Regions from separate parts of the Mus musculus genome. Here region 2 is linked to region 1. Evidence: chromatin contacts called from public Hi-C data. All regions are on one chromosome and are shown on one strand. Each heading gives the region's core, a stretch centred on a gene start, on an enhancer-like site or on the middle of the called end of the contact. The rest is flanking DNA. Distances are from core to core; before and after follow the strand shown.

Region 1 (6,779 bases), core at 1,533-4,032:
TGGAAACTCAGCTGTCAAGGAATTTGCTGCTGTCTGGCAGGAACCACATCCAAGCCAGCTACTCAGCTTTCCCTCCCAGTCTTAGACACTGGTTTGAGGAAGAAAACAACATATGAGCTGCAGGTTCGAAGCCCTGGTGCCACCTGGAAGTTTGTGAAAAATGCAGGGGGGCAAGTTTCACCCAAGCCCAGGGAGGGCATGGAGCAGTGGAGTTTAACAAGGCTTTCAGATGATTTGCATCGCTAGTGTTCCCTGGTCCTCCAACTTAAATGAGCACCTGGCCTTTAGAACCTTGGAGATGCTCCTCAGGCTATTCTTTTTGTCTTTATTATGTCGTTGTGGGTCTTAATAGCTTAAGCATGTTTGATCATGTGCGCTGACCCAGAGAGAGTTTAAGTGTGCTATATACAGTCTTATTGCGCTGTACCCAGAGGCCCCAGTGCAGACATCCCCTGAAATTATTTTAAAGGTGCACAACTTCAGCTCCTCCCCAGACCCATGTGATCAGAATCTACACTTCTAACAAGGCTTATCAGGCATGTGTGCATCGTAGCTTGCGAAGCTCAGATGTATGGACCGCACAAACTCACCCTTTCTGAGAGATGGCAGTTTGCTTTCCTTACTTTAGTAAGTGGCAGGAGATACCACGTACCAGAGAAAGCTATACAACAATATAGCATAATTAGGACTTGCTCCTAAATTAATTATCTATTAGCTTTTACAAACTGCCTGTCAGATTGCTAAAGGCCGTTTAAGGGCCCTGAATTAGGAAAGTGGCTGAGGACAGAGAAAGGAGCTGACTAGATGAGGGCTGCTCTGTGGGTACTTGCCCCAATGCTAAGCAGTTTACATTCGTCCTGTCGTTGCCATGAACACACTGTATAAGAACATCTGACAGTTGAAAGATGGGTGCAGAGAGCCCCAAGTCACTCACTTAAGGTCACTCAGTTGTTGAGTGTCAGAATGGTGTCAATTTGAACTCTTAGTACTTGGCTTCAGAACTTGACTATTGTAGGTCATAGAAGACACTGTAAACACAAACATCGAAAGCTCAACAGCACAGGACAAATGGGCAGACTCAACAAAAATCGAAACTCGCTGACCTGGATTTAAGAAGGTGACTCAAACAAACCAAGGTACCACCCAGCCAGAGGCTGTCCTGTGCGAAGCTGTGGCCTGTGTTCTAGCTCTGCAGGTGGGAAAGGATCCTGAGTGTTATCTCTGAACCTGGTGCTTCTCCACACTTGCCGCTTGCCTTCCTTTCCTTTAGATGCACATGGGACAGCCCAGACAGATAATCTGTCAAGTATGGCAGTTGGTTAATAAGAGCTACTGCTGTTTTAGTTACGGTCAATCAGATCTAGATTTCAAGTCCGTTTCTTTGATGCTTGAATGAATCATTGACTATGCCTATTTACTACTGACCTGATGTGTTATACACAGTTCAGAACATTTGGATTTTAAGTGAATGAGGGAATAAACAAAAGAACAAGGAGAGAAATATAAATATTGCCTGGGAAGTACATACTTCAATTCCCAAAATTCCTAAGATTGTAATTTACATTTTTCTATCGCTGTTTCTCTCTGTCTCTCTGTCTTTGCCCCTCTGTCTCCGCCTCTCTCTTTTCTCTCTCTCTCTCTCTCTCTCTCCCATTCTCTCTCTCTCTCTCATTCTCTCTTTCTCTCTCTCTCTCTCTCTCTCTCTCTCTCTCTCTCTCTCTCTCTCTCTGTACACACATGATGGTGCATATGTGGAGGTCAGAGAACAGCTTGAGGAAAACAGTTTCTACTGCTGTATGAGTTCTGGGATTTGAACTCATGTCATCAGACTTGGCGGCAAGCTCCCTTTCTCACTGAGACATTTCACAGGCCTAAGAATTTTCAAGTAGTAGTGTCTTGCATAGGAATGGCTCCTGCCACTGCCTTTTTCGGTAATGAGTTGATTCCCACAGGCCGTGGAGCAAAATTTGCCCAGACTCCAGCATGGCTCCTGTTGCTGAACTTGACAGACACTCAGTCTTATGCTCATGTGACACAGCTCTCCCTGGCCTCTGTTTAAGTGAAGCTGTTTCTCTGATGCTTCTAGTTTGGGAATATGATCTTGATAACTGGAGTCCTCACTACAATACCTCCTCTTTAATCCTTGCTGGGAAGTCTGAAAAATGGATCCTCACTGGTCTGGGATCTTTTAGGTTTAGGAAAAGAAGTGAGTGAAGATATCCTAGTGTGTGCTCAGAAGCAAGCACATGTTTAAAAAGTTGACTTTCTCTTGTAACACCAATCTGAAAGTCTAATTTTAGCAGTTTCTATAAGCTTTTCCATGCATATTTTAAAGTCTGGTTTTGCCTAAATAATAACTAGGAAGACAACAAATCTTGCCCCGCCCCCATGCTTCTCCCTTGACCTCAATGCTTAGGCAGTCCTTCCCTCCCTGGGGGTGTGACTTTAGAGTGCTGTTTTATTGACTCATAATTAAGAACTTCTGATGGGAAAACCAGTCAACAGGCACAAATGGCCTGGTGGCCTGGGGGTGGGGGTGTCCCACCAGCAGAGGTGGGGGTTGGTTTTATTATGGCAGGAGCAGAAGCAGGGTTGAAGAACCTTCACAGAAAACCTCAAAGCATTAAACCCTCTGTATGAACTTTATGCCTTTTTTGAGGAAGTCAACTTCTTTTCTGTCCCTTATCTCTTTAAGTCAGAGTGAGTGAGGAGAGAGTGAAGTCATGAGTGGGAGGGGCCGGCAATGGAAATTTGGGGGCAAACACAGAGCGTGGGTAGAAAGGAAACACACACGTGAAACATCTTGAGAGGAAACGTAACAGGAAAAGGCTGCTGTTATCTACAAGGGCTAGGAAGAGAAACATGGAGGCTGTATGCTTGGGTTCATCATTAAATAATCTACTAAAGCAACAGGAGAGGGTTTCAAACACCGAAGAAGAGCCTGGATGAGAAACAATTGCTACTCCTTTAACCGAACAAACATTCTTGGAATTCAGTCGCATCTTATTAGCAGAGAAGACTCAGGGTCAGTGCTAGGCACTGGATGTTTTCCACATCTGGTTCCACTCACGGGAATGAGCTCCCAGACACCATTATTCTCCTGACATATCTAGTTTAATACACGAGGCAATGTCCTCCTTGCCCTGCGGTATGGTTTGACGAGAGATTCATAATGCATATAAAATGGATTTCCATTATCCGATTAAAGCGTCTCCTTTTTGAGTTAGATTTTTAATTTTTTTAAAGTGAAATGAGTAGCTGTTTTACACAGCACAAGTTTCAAGCCCATCACCATTTCCTACCTACAAGATCTTTGTGGATTGTTTTAGTGTTTTTAATTTACCACGCGTTACTCCTGAGAGAAAGCAGACTTTTAAAAGCTCATTTAAAATGGATGTTTTAAATTCTCTGGTGAAATCATAACTGAGCTTTGGACATTATTGTGGGACAGACAAGAAAGGAAAGTGGCCCCTTCTCACTGTGACTAATTTCAGATAATTGAAAACCTACGGCTTTGAAATTGGGACTCAACTGTGAGCATGTGACAATAAGCCCCTTTCCCTCTGATAGATCCACTAATTCCTGTCATATCTAGGCACAGGCATCCTGCAGACAGAGCACTGTTGGCTGCGGCTCTTCGGTGTGCTTGCTGTGCTCGCTGTCGTTGCTGGCTACTCTGCTTCTGTTGTTCAGGGGTCCTTACATCTGTGGGAACTGATTCTTCATTCAAGAATGAACCTGCCACAAGGGGACAGATGTAAAGATTGGAATCTGGGTCTTTATATTTTTATTCAACTGGCTCCACTTGTTTTCATAGTTATTATTTAAACATATGAAAGGTAATGGAAATAAGTTTTCTACTGAAGGTTAGCAGGCTAAGATTACATGTGATAAAGGCTAAAGTTGCAAGTTACAAGAGAATGTTAGATATAAAAAAATTTTTAACATATATTTTTCTTCATTTCTTTTCTTAAGGAAATGATTTTCCATTGGAAATTTGTTAAAAGGAAATAAAAGAAAACATGAATGAATTTTGTGTGTGTGTGTGTGTGTGTGTGTGTGTGTGTGTGTGTGTGTGTGCTCTCACACATGGGCACCCACCCATAATGCACACAAAGGGCAGAGGTTGGCATTGTGTGCCTTCATCTATCATTCTTTACATCATTATCATTATTATTTGAGTTAGAGTCTCTCTCTTGCATCTGGATCTCTTATACTTAGCTTGGTTGGGTAGCAAGCCTCAGGGACCTTTCTGTCACAGGCTCCCAGTGTTGGAATGACAGGCATGTGTCTCCATGCCTGGCTTTTATGTGGATGCTGGGGACTTGAACTCAGGTCCTCCTGCTTTTGTGACAAGTACTTTACTAGATGGCTCACCTCCTCAGTCCTGGGATGAAGTTGTCTTAATGGAACATTTGCTGTTAATCTTCAGTGATGAATCAGAGTCTGTAAAATTTTGGCATACAAGATATATATGTGTGTGGTAGAAGACGGTGGTCAGAAAGGAAAGACAAATTGTGTCAGGCACAAATCTGTACCCACAGATGTCACCTCACAAAGCCTACACAATGGCCCCCAAACAGGAGTCTGTCCCTGAGAAAATTTAATGAACTTATCCAAGGCTAGACCATCGATGTAGAAAAGAATGAACTTTAAAATCCAGATCTTTCTAATCACTGTATGCATGATCCGAATCCAGATCTTCCTAATCACTGTATGCATGATCCGAATCCAGATCTTCCTAATCACTGTATGCATGATCCGGATCCAGATCTTCCTAATCACTGTATGTATGATCCGAATCCAGATCTTCCTAATCACTGTATGCATGATCCGAATCCAGATCTTCCTAATCACTGTATGCATGATCCGGATCCAGATCTTCCTAATCACTGTATGCATGATCCGAATCCAGATCTTCCTACTCACTGTATGCATGATCCGAATCCAGATCTTCCTAATCACTGTATGCATGATCCGAATCCAGATCTTCCTACTCACTGTATGCATGATCCGAATCCAGATCTTCCTAATCACTGTATGCATGATCCGAATCCAGATCTTCCTAATCACTGTTTGCATGATCCAGATCCAGATCTTCCTAATCACTGTATGCATGATCCGAATCCAGATCTTCCTAATCACTGTATGCATGATCCGAATCCAGATCTTCCTAATCACTGTATGTATGATCAAGATCCAGATCTTCCTAATCACTGTATGCATGATCCGGATCCAGATCTTCCTAATCACTGTATGCATGATCCGGATCCAGATCTTCCTAATCACTGTATGCATGATCCGGATCCAGATCTTCCTAATCACTGTATGCATGATCCGGCTACTTGCTTAGGTGGATTTCCATGAGTTACACTTCCATATCCAGAGCCATTCCTAGAAAAATGCAGTCCTCCAGGCCCTTTGTCACGGAGCAGATCTCTTCTACATCTTGTTAAATAATTTATGCTGATGACTTTGTAAAAAACTATAAAATCAAGCTTAATAAGTTCATCATGGATTTGGAGCTAGGGCAAACAAAAAATATTTGGAGAAACTGAGTCAGAATGATCTCCCTGAGCTGGAGCATTGAGCCAGCCGTAACAAGATAACATAGTCATGCTAAGTCCCTACACTTGGATGCCCGATATCAACTGTAGAAAAAAATGAAACCAGTTTGGAGAAAGACAGTCTAGAGGGGCATTATATGTGAGCAGATGTAAGTGGATTCATGTCACCAATACCATGGTGAAGGAAGGGCTCTTTGAAAAGAGACAACGGTGTAGTCAACATTTATATCAAGCCCAGCCAATAATAGGCAGCTGCCAAAATGACTGAAGTTATTTGAAACTTCGTTTATGTGGCTAGCTCTCCTCTGCTATCTTCTTGTCAGACTTTACAGGCAGCTTACTGTTTAGATCTGTCTTCTGCAGAGGGGCTTGGGGGGCACGCCTCCCTACATGGGAGGGAACCAGAGTTGTTCTACTATAAGAAAAATAGCCTTTTATCGGAACTTAATGTCACAGGGACACAGATTCCCTAAAAGCACAATGACCTCTGCTATGCTCCCATGCATCATAAGAATGTATGATGTAAGGGGCGGGGGGGGGGGCAGAGGACTGGAGAGGAAACACGCGGTGATCTTACAAGCATATCCCTGGCCTTCCACCTAGTCTTGCTGGCTTAGCTGAGCTATTCAGAGAACACTGCTTTCAAAAGACGAGGAAGGCTGTTCTTTTGGAAGACCACTGCAGCTACACTTAGCCTTCAAGTTACCTGGAAGCAGAGAAAGACACCGTATGAAGGGCAGGTGGGTCATCCACCCTGGGATGGCCTTTGCTTGGGACGCATGCCAGCACAAATCATCAATGGCACTGGACATGGCCTGATGACCATGAGTCACCGAGACCTGGCTGGCTTGAGACGGGCCTTCTGACCCTGCCTCTGTGAGCATCTAAACGGAGTTATTTTAAAATCAAAATTCTAGTGGGGCATGTGCCTTAGACTAATTTACCAGAAAGTGAACTCCAGGAATCACATCTAATGTGCACTATTAATACTCAGGTGAGTGTTTCCGGAACCATTTTATTCACTCTCTGCCTCTGACCATCTCCCATGGATTAAATGATCTCCGGAGAATAGAATTCGTTGGGCATTGTGCTTTCCCAGCTAGAAAGACACTGTCAAATTTGATCATGCTGCAGTATTCTCTTGGCAGAATACTGTTAAAGGCATGCTGATAGATCACTTTTTAAGCTATCTCATTTCCATAACATCTTCAG
Region 2 (6,779 bases), core at 1,398-3,897, 150 kb before region 1:
GATTGCAGAGCTTGGGCCAACCATGTGAAAGGCCACACCAACTGACACCATGCAGCTTAATGCAACACATATTGCAAAAAAGTTGTTTTGAAAAGAATGCTTAAATTAACAGCATCGGCTACTGTGGTGGTTTTGGCATCAGCAAGACACAGCTCGATCGTCTCACCTGAGGGCCTGATTTGCTTAATAGATTTTCAGTTGAGGTTCATCATGTTCATCTGACTCCCTCACAATATTCACTTCTGCTTTCCTCCCATAGAAACAGGCTTCTTCTACACCACTCAGAGGTCAGCATTGCTTTTAAACGTTGCTGCTTTCAGGGTATCTGGCTAGCTTTAGCACTCTGTGTTTAAAAGTCAGCCTCTGAGTATTTGGAGAGTTAATTAAACCTATGTGTTTTAATACTAAACTACACTGTTAGACGTGATGTTAATGAGAGTTCTTAACTTAAAGTGTTAGGAAAAGTAATTTAATTGGTTTCAGATAAATAAACAGCACCAAGTGTGACAATGGCCAGGCCCATGAACTGCGGTCCTTCTTCAGTGAGCTGCCACCACATGTCCTCCACCTCCCAATGCAGGTGAACACTTCCACACAGTGTCTCTGCTCTCTGCCTTCAGCATATTTCTGGCAGCTGGATTAGTCATTTTCTCCTTGGAAATTAGGATGCAGTTCATGTCAATGACAAGAGATAGTGGGATAGTCACTGTTTGCATGGGGAAAACACTGCATAGTTAGGTGATTTCACCAATTTTACTTTATTTATTATTTCTAAAAATCAGAAAGAGGCTCTTGGTATGTAGTGGATATATTTCACAGTCAAATTTAATATTCACAGAAACAGCTATTACACTTACTTTCAAGCTCGCAAGTGTTCAGAGGCTATCGAGAAACACAGACTTTGACAGGTACCTCTTAGGGGAATCAGAAATGTGGTCAGTTACCAATGGGCATTTGTCACAGTAAAGGAAGGCTATAGTGTTTCTATTTAAATGCAAATAATAGCTCACAGTGTTCTGTATGAAGTGATTTATTTTGATACATTTTCCAACTCTCCTAAAGACTTCAGGAGAGCTGCTTTAAAATAGTATTCAAGGACATGTGCTCAAGGACCAAACAGCATTACCCAATGGTCAAACTCCTTCATGTAAATGTCTATGGTCAAGGAGAGGAAATCAGGCAGGCCTACCAAGATTTATGAAGTTCCAGTTAGGGGAAGCTGTTTCCTGAACAAGAGCGGGACAGAGGGTAGCATCAAGGTTGATCTATTCTCTGGCAGCTCTAAGGTCTTAACCAGTTACCCATTATCATTGTGGTTTTCTTAATTATATAACCACATTATAAGATCAACACATAACTACAGTGAGAGAACAACCTTTCTCCCCTCTTCTTTACTTATAGATCGTATTTGAACATAGTCTCAATATAATGAAAATTGCAGTGCTTACAGGTCATAAATATTTCCAAGGAAACTGGATTTTATTTAGACATTTAAATGAAAGATGAATTTTCCATGTTTGGAACGAGTTAGAGGAAATCTACTGGGAGACACTGGACCTGATGGGTTTGTTGCTTCTAGCTCTCTGGTCACTGGGATTAGTAGAATCTCCTTTGATGTTGGATGGAGAGCTTGTGGCAATCTGCAGAGCAGGTAGGGGAGGAGAGTTTCCCCAGACACTGCAGTTTTGATGGTTTTTGAGGCCCAGTTCTTACTCAGCTTTTCAGATTTCACTGTGGATGGGTGAAGGGAAGGGATGAGTGACACTTTGACACTAACAGTCATAATCAAGTTATAAAACACGATATAAGGTACATTTTACAGACATATTAAAACAATGGTAAATACATTTGTTAGAGGAGGGAGAGAGGGAAGAAGGGAAGGAGGGAGAGAAAGACAGACAGAGTGAGAAAGATCTCTCTCTCATCTAAAAGTATCACTCACACTTCTTAGTCTATATCAATACTTCCACCTACGTGTATATCTTAGAATAATGATACAAAAATGCTTATAAAAATTCCATAGTTTTATAAGGTCATTTCAACACAGAAGAATACTTTTTTAAATTTAAAAATACTGCTTTCCTTCCTTATAATGCTTCTCGTTAGTAAAATCAAGGTTTTTAAAATGCCAATATAAAAGTCTGAAAGCCAACTAATCAAAAATAGGATTTTTTTTTCCTCTTTAACTTTAAAGAAAATGTTAAGAGAGACTCCAGCCTTTTATGGAACCTGGCTTGAAATTCACAATTCAGTATCTTATGCTAAGAGGAACGGTGACGTCAGTTTACATTTTGCTTTCTGAAAAGTTGCGTGTAGGTGTGTGTTTATGTGCTGTCTGTATACTTCTGTGCTTCATGCATATTTTTGGAGTGTGTCTTTGTTCGTTTATAAATCACCTTGATCTATTTCACTTATTGTCAATTTTTTAGAATTTGTTAAAAATCTCATGTCAACTGAGCCGAGCCTAGGCTCGGCTGTTTTTTCTCGGGCTCTGGAGTGATGCTTAGGAGCAGATTTCTCCAAAGCCTCTTCCTCACCTCTAGTAGGCACTGTGAGAGCACTTTCAAGTTAGCTCCACTGTGCCTTCCAGCCACTGAGGATTGAATGCAATCTCATAGCAACAGACTCCAAACAGTCCCTCATTACAAGTCTCGCCCAACAACCGAGTCTTTGACCAGAACAAAGGTTGACAGTGATTAATCATTAAGTGGTTCCTTGTTCCTTGCTGCACGTGTTCCTCCAGCGGAGGCAGGCTGGCAGGTTTCCTGTCTCTGAGCTCCACTGTGCCCTGCCTGAAGCCTGCTCTCTAATTCTCATTTCCAATGCTGCAGGCATCGGCAGTTGGTCTGTGCAGTGTCCTGGCTCTGATTCTGAGCCTGGCAGACTCTGAACGGATGTAGGGAGCTCCACAATAAGTTGTTCACTTCACATCTGCTTACTAGATTATGCTCAAGCATAGTTGAAGAAATTGATTAAAAACCATTTTCTAGAAACAACCTTGGAAATCTGATCCCTTAACCTACCACGGATAAGTTGATATTCTTCAGTCCTATGGCTGGTGAACATGGCTACCTTCAGTAACACTTCTGTATGGAAACAGTTGGAAGACGGATGAAACATCGCGCTTAAAAGCAATCAAGGAATTTTCAGAAATCCTCTCTCAAATATTCTGTTTCTCAAGGCAGAAGAGTTGCGGGGTGAGCAAGCCTCACCGTGAGCGGCCTCAGGCGATGGAATGCCAGCCACTTTGTGGTCTCCTTTCTTTCTGTGTTTCTGCTCTTGGGCTTAGGCACTGTGGATCTATCTGTCTTGTAGGTGATATGGGGACCTGAAGAATTGTTTGCCCTCACTTTTAACACTGAGCTGGGTCAGAGTCAGGTGAGGAGGGACGATGGAATACAAGATACCGTTTTCTAAAAGATGAGGAACAAAGACTATAAAAATACTGGTAACAACAAAAATGAGCAAGGTGCTGCTTTTCTAACAAGCAGTGACATTTAACTATGAGAGGAGTCCATCCCTGGGGATTCTTTATGTCTACTTGGTTCTCTTTTCAAGTTAACTCTAGAATTATGGAGTGACAGATTTCCAGAAAATGAATGATTTTAATACCTCCATCCACAGTGTGAAAGCTGAAGCAGGGCATTAAATAGCAAGTGTCAGCTTGGCCCTTGAGTACGGAGCTGTGATATGGAGATCAAGCCAGTTAATGTTCCAGAATGAACAGAGGAGATACTCATGAGACCCACACCTAGCTGCGAAGCTTTGGGCAAGTCATGGCTGCTGGGGAAGGGAGAGTCCCTTTTCCTCAGGGGTGTGGTCTCTCCTCAGTCGAACATACTGTACTGAATGGCCGTGTGCCCATACATGTACACAGAGCCCTAACTGAACTCAGTGACTTATCAAGAAGGAAGAGGGAGAGAAGGGAAGAGGTCTGGGACAAGAGGGACAAATGGATATGATCTAAATACATTGTTTTATATCTCAAATTGTTAAAAATATATAACTCAAAAAATAAAAAAACCAAACAGAAGGACTACCTCAATACTGGAAACTTAGGTAAGAGAGACCATAAGATGATCACAGACTTATGACGATCAAAGGAGTCTGATGAGGAGCCCTGTTCAGAAAGCAAATGTCTCTCAACTTAAGCTTTCCAGAATCCATCTTTAAAACTAATATCAGTGAGCTTGGATTGTGGAAAACCAACCAACCAACCAGCCAACCAACCAACCAACCAGCCAACCAGCCAACTAGCCAACCAGCCAACCAGCCAACCAGCCAACCAGCCAACCAGCCAACCAACCAGTCAACCAGCCAACCAGCCAGCCAGCCAACCAACCAAACAAACAAATGAAACAGTGGAGGATTATAGAAAAGATGCATTTAGGTTTTGACATGGTCACGGATGATATTTTAAAACCATCCAATCTGGATATTTTGAGTTAATTCAATTTACTGTTTCGTGTTCTAACTGGTGGGATACATCTCTCTAGTTAAGGCAGATTGGCTTATGACTATACTTTAAAACAACAGTTAGATTGATCTGATCTTCTTAGTCTTTCCAACTAGCACCCAAGGCTGTGCTATGTGGTGGGTGTGGTGGTTAATCTTCACTGTCAACCTGACTAGATTTAGGATTACCATGGTGACACACCAGTAGGCATGTCTATGGTGGTATCTTCACAAAGTTGAACTGAAGAGGGAAGTCCCAAGATAATGCGGGCAGGGCCATCTCATGCATTGCAGTTCTGGAGCAAATAGGAGAAAGGTTGCTGGGAACCAGCATTCATCCCTCTATGCTTCCTGACTGCAGGTGTGAAGTGCCTAGTGCCTCACAGCCTGGCTGTCATGCCTTGCTGGCTGAGATAGATCTTACACTCAAACAGGGAGCCCAAACAACCCTTTCCTTTGTAAGCTGCTCTTGACAGGCTCACAAACAACAAAAACAGCTATAAACAGTGGCTTAAGCCCAAGTTCTCAAACAAAGATCTAGATCAACCATGATGGAGACTCTAGAACTATGGTCAGTTAGCACAGAGCATCAAAGCAATTTCTAAAGCTCAAGTAAGCAGATCTTGTGTTCAAATCCTGCTTAACTTGAGCTGTTTATCCACAAGCACTAAGAATGGCTGTCACGTGTTGGAGATGTACAGGTTGGTGTTACTGACACTTTACAAATGATCCCACTGCATGACCGATCAGGTCCATGAGCATCCCTCAGTGCTCCCTCTGCACAGATGAGAGAAGTGACACTTGAGATGTTACTTCATTCACTTAGAAAGCATCACATCAGAGATGCCAACACAGGCAGCCCTGTGCTGGGGTAGAGCCCGGAGAGCTGTTGTGTAAGCTCTACCACAGCCAAAGTCCCTGTTATAAAGCAGGGGTAGACCTTCATGACAGGCACATATCGGAAAATGCAGAAATATGAAGCAATGTGATTGAATGATTGCAATTGCAATCAGTGGCCTGCACACTGGAACACTGTAACCCTAGGTGGATTGCTTTGCTTTTCCAAACCTTAGTTTATCTGTAAAGGTGAGGTGATGCTTAATCTCCATGTAGCAGCAGTTTTTTCCTTTTTCGTTTTCTCTTGTGACACTGAGGTAGAGCCCAGGTCTCATGGTTTAGAGCAGAGTTATGCGTCCAACCCAAGTAACTAGCTTGGCTATTTTGTGGGCTCACCCTTCTTCCACCTTCTCCATCCCTTTTCTCCCACCCTTTCAACAACCCCTTAACACTAGATAAGAGAGAAAAAAGGGTAGAGGGGAAAGAAAAGAGATTCCTGAATAAAGTCAAGGGCCAGAAAAGGAGAAAGTTATTGTTAGACTACTTCCTGCTGATTAGGGGCATCAAGTCCCTCGGGGCAAGTTTGATAATACAGTAGGTAGCATAGTAAGTGTGACCAGTGAAGCCACAATCACGCTGGTGTAATCTTGGCTGCCACCCTCTCTTTAGAAACCAAGTTGAATATACTACCTACAGATTTGGCTGCTAATACCAAACAACAACAGGTAATGGCTTCATTGGGAGTCCTCTGTGTAGAACTCCAGCAACCACAAATTTTTCTATTAATTAGTTAGAGCCATATATGGAAAATGTTTTTGTAGAGAATCCACTTGCTTCAGAAGTAGCTCTTAGATTTTCTTTGGGCTAAGGTAACACAACTTGCTAGGCCCTGGATATAAATTTCAGTTACCCATTACATCAGTTCAGCAGCCAGATGCTAATGATAACACATAAGTAAAAAAAGCAGGTGCCTGGGTTGATAAGCTGCTAGAAACAGTCTAGCTGAAGGCATGGGTCACATTTAGTAGATGCAACTTCTTATAGGATGTGATTGTAATCTTAGAAGTAAAACTACTGTTTAATACAACAGTCCGGGCCTGGTGACACGGCTCAGTGATAGAGGCCCTTGTTAGGAAACTTAATGAGGTGGGTTAGATCCTAGGATCCCACATAGTGGAAGAAATTATCTTTTCATTTCCACATGTACTCCTGCCCACCCCCAAAATACAGCAAACAACCCACCCACAAGTAAATAAGAGAAAAAGAAGTCAAATTGCTAGACTAAAACTTTCTCTCTGTATTTGTGACAAAAGAGCACAGAAGTCACCTGGGTCTTTATAAAGTTCGATGCCATAGATCTGTCCTATGACCAGGGCTGGACAGACAGTAGGTGAGCCTCTGAAGGAGGAGGCAGTTTGACTTGCAGATTGCTAAGAAGAAATAAATACATGCAAGAAAGACTCTCCTTGAGTCTCACGTCACCACCA

The links. A called contact is a pair of places that touch in the nucleus more often than the background predicts.
Region 2: a contact with region 1 is called in a Hi-C map of the HPC-7 cell line, with 2.1 times the contacts expected there. The contact joins two enhancer-like sites. A contact is called at or near these places in 3 of 484 Hi-C or Micro-C datasets (the HPC-7 cell line, granulocyte-monocyte progenitors and reprogramming fibroblasts) and 8 of 115 datasets of contacts at active chromatin or transcription factors (embryonic fibroblasts, embryonic stem cells and microglia).

The regions. Positions count from the first base shown.
Region 1 is chr9:13,532,839-13,539,617 of GRCm38.p6, reverse strand. All of the region lies in intron 1 of Maml2 (mastermind like transcriptional coactivator 2), which reads right to left. Among named protein-coding and RNA genes, the nearest start is that of Gm51666, 74 kb to the left of the region's middle. Within about 2 kb of position 2,782, at least 103 of the 459 cell types and tissues checked have an H3K27ac peak or open chromatin away from gene starts, as enhancers often do. A contact at or near this core is called in the HPC-7 cell line, where this site is marked.
Region 2 is chr9:13,677,724-13,684,502 of GRCm38.p6, reverse strand. All of the region lies in intron 2 of Maml2 (mastermind like transcriptional coactivator 2), which reads right to left. Among named protein-coding and RNA genes, the nearest start is that of Mtmr2, 68 kb to the left of the region's middle. Within about 2 kb of position 2,647, at least 166 of the 459 cell types and tissues checked have an H3K27ac peak or open chromatin away from gene starts, as enhancers often do. A contact at or near this core is called in the HPC-7 cell line, where this site is marked.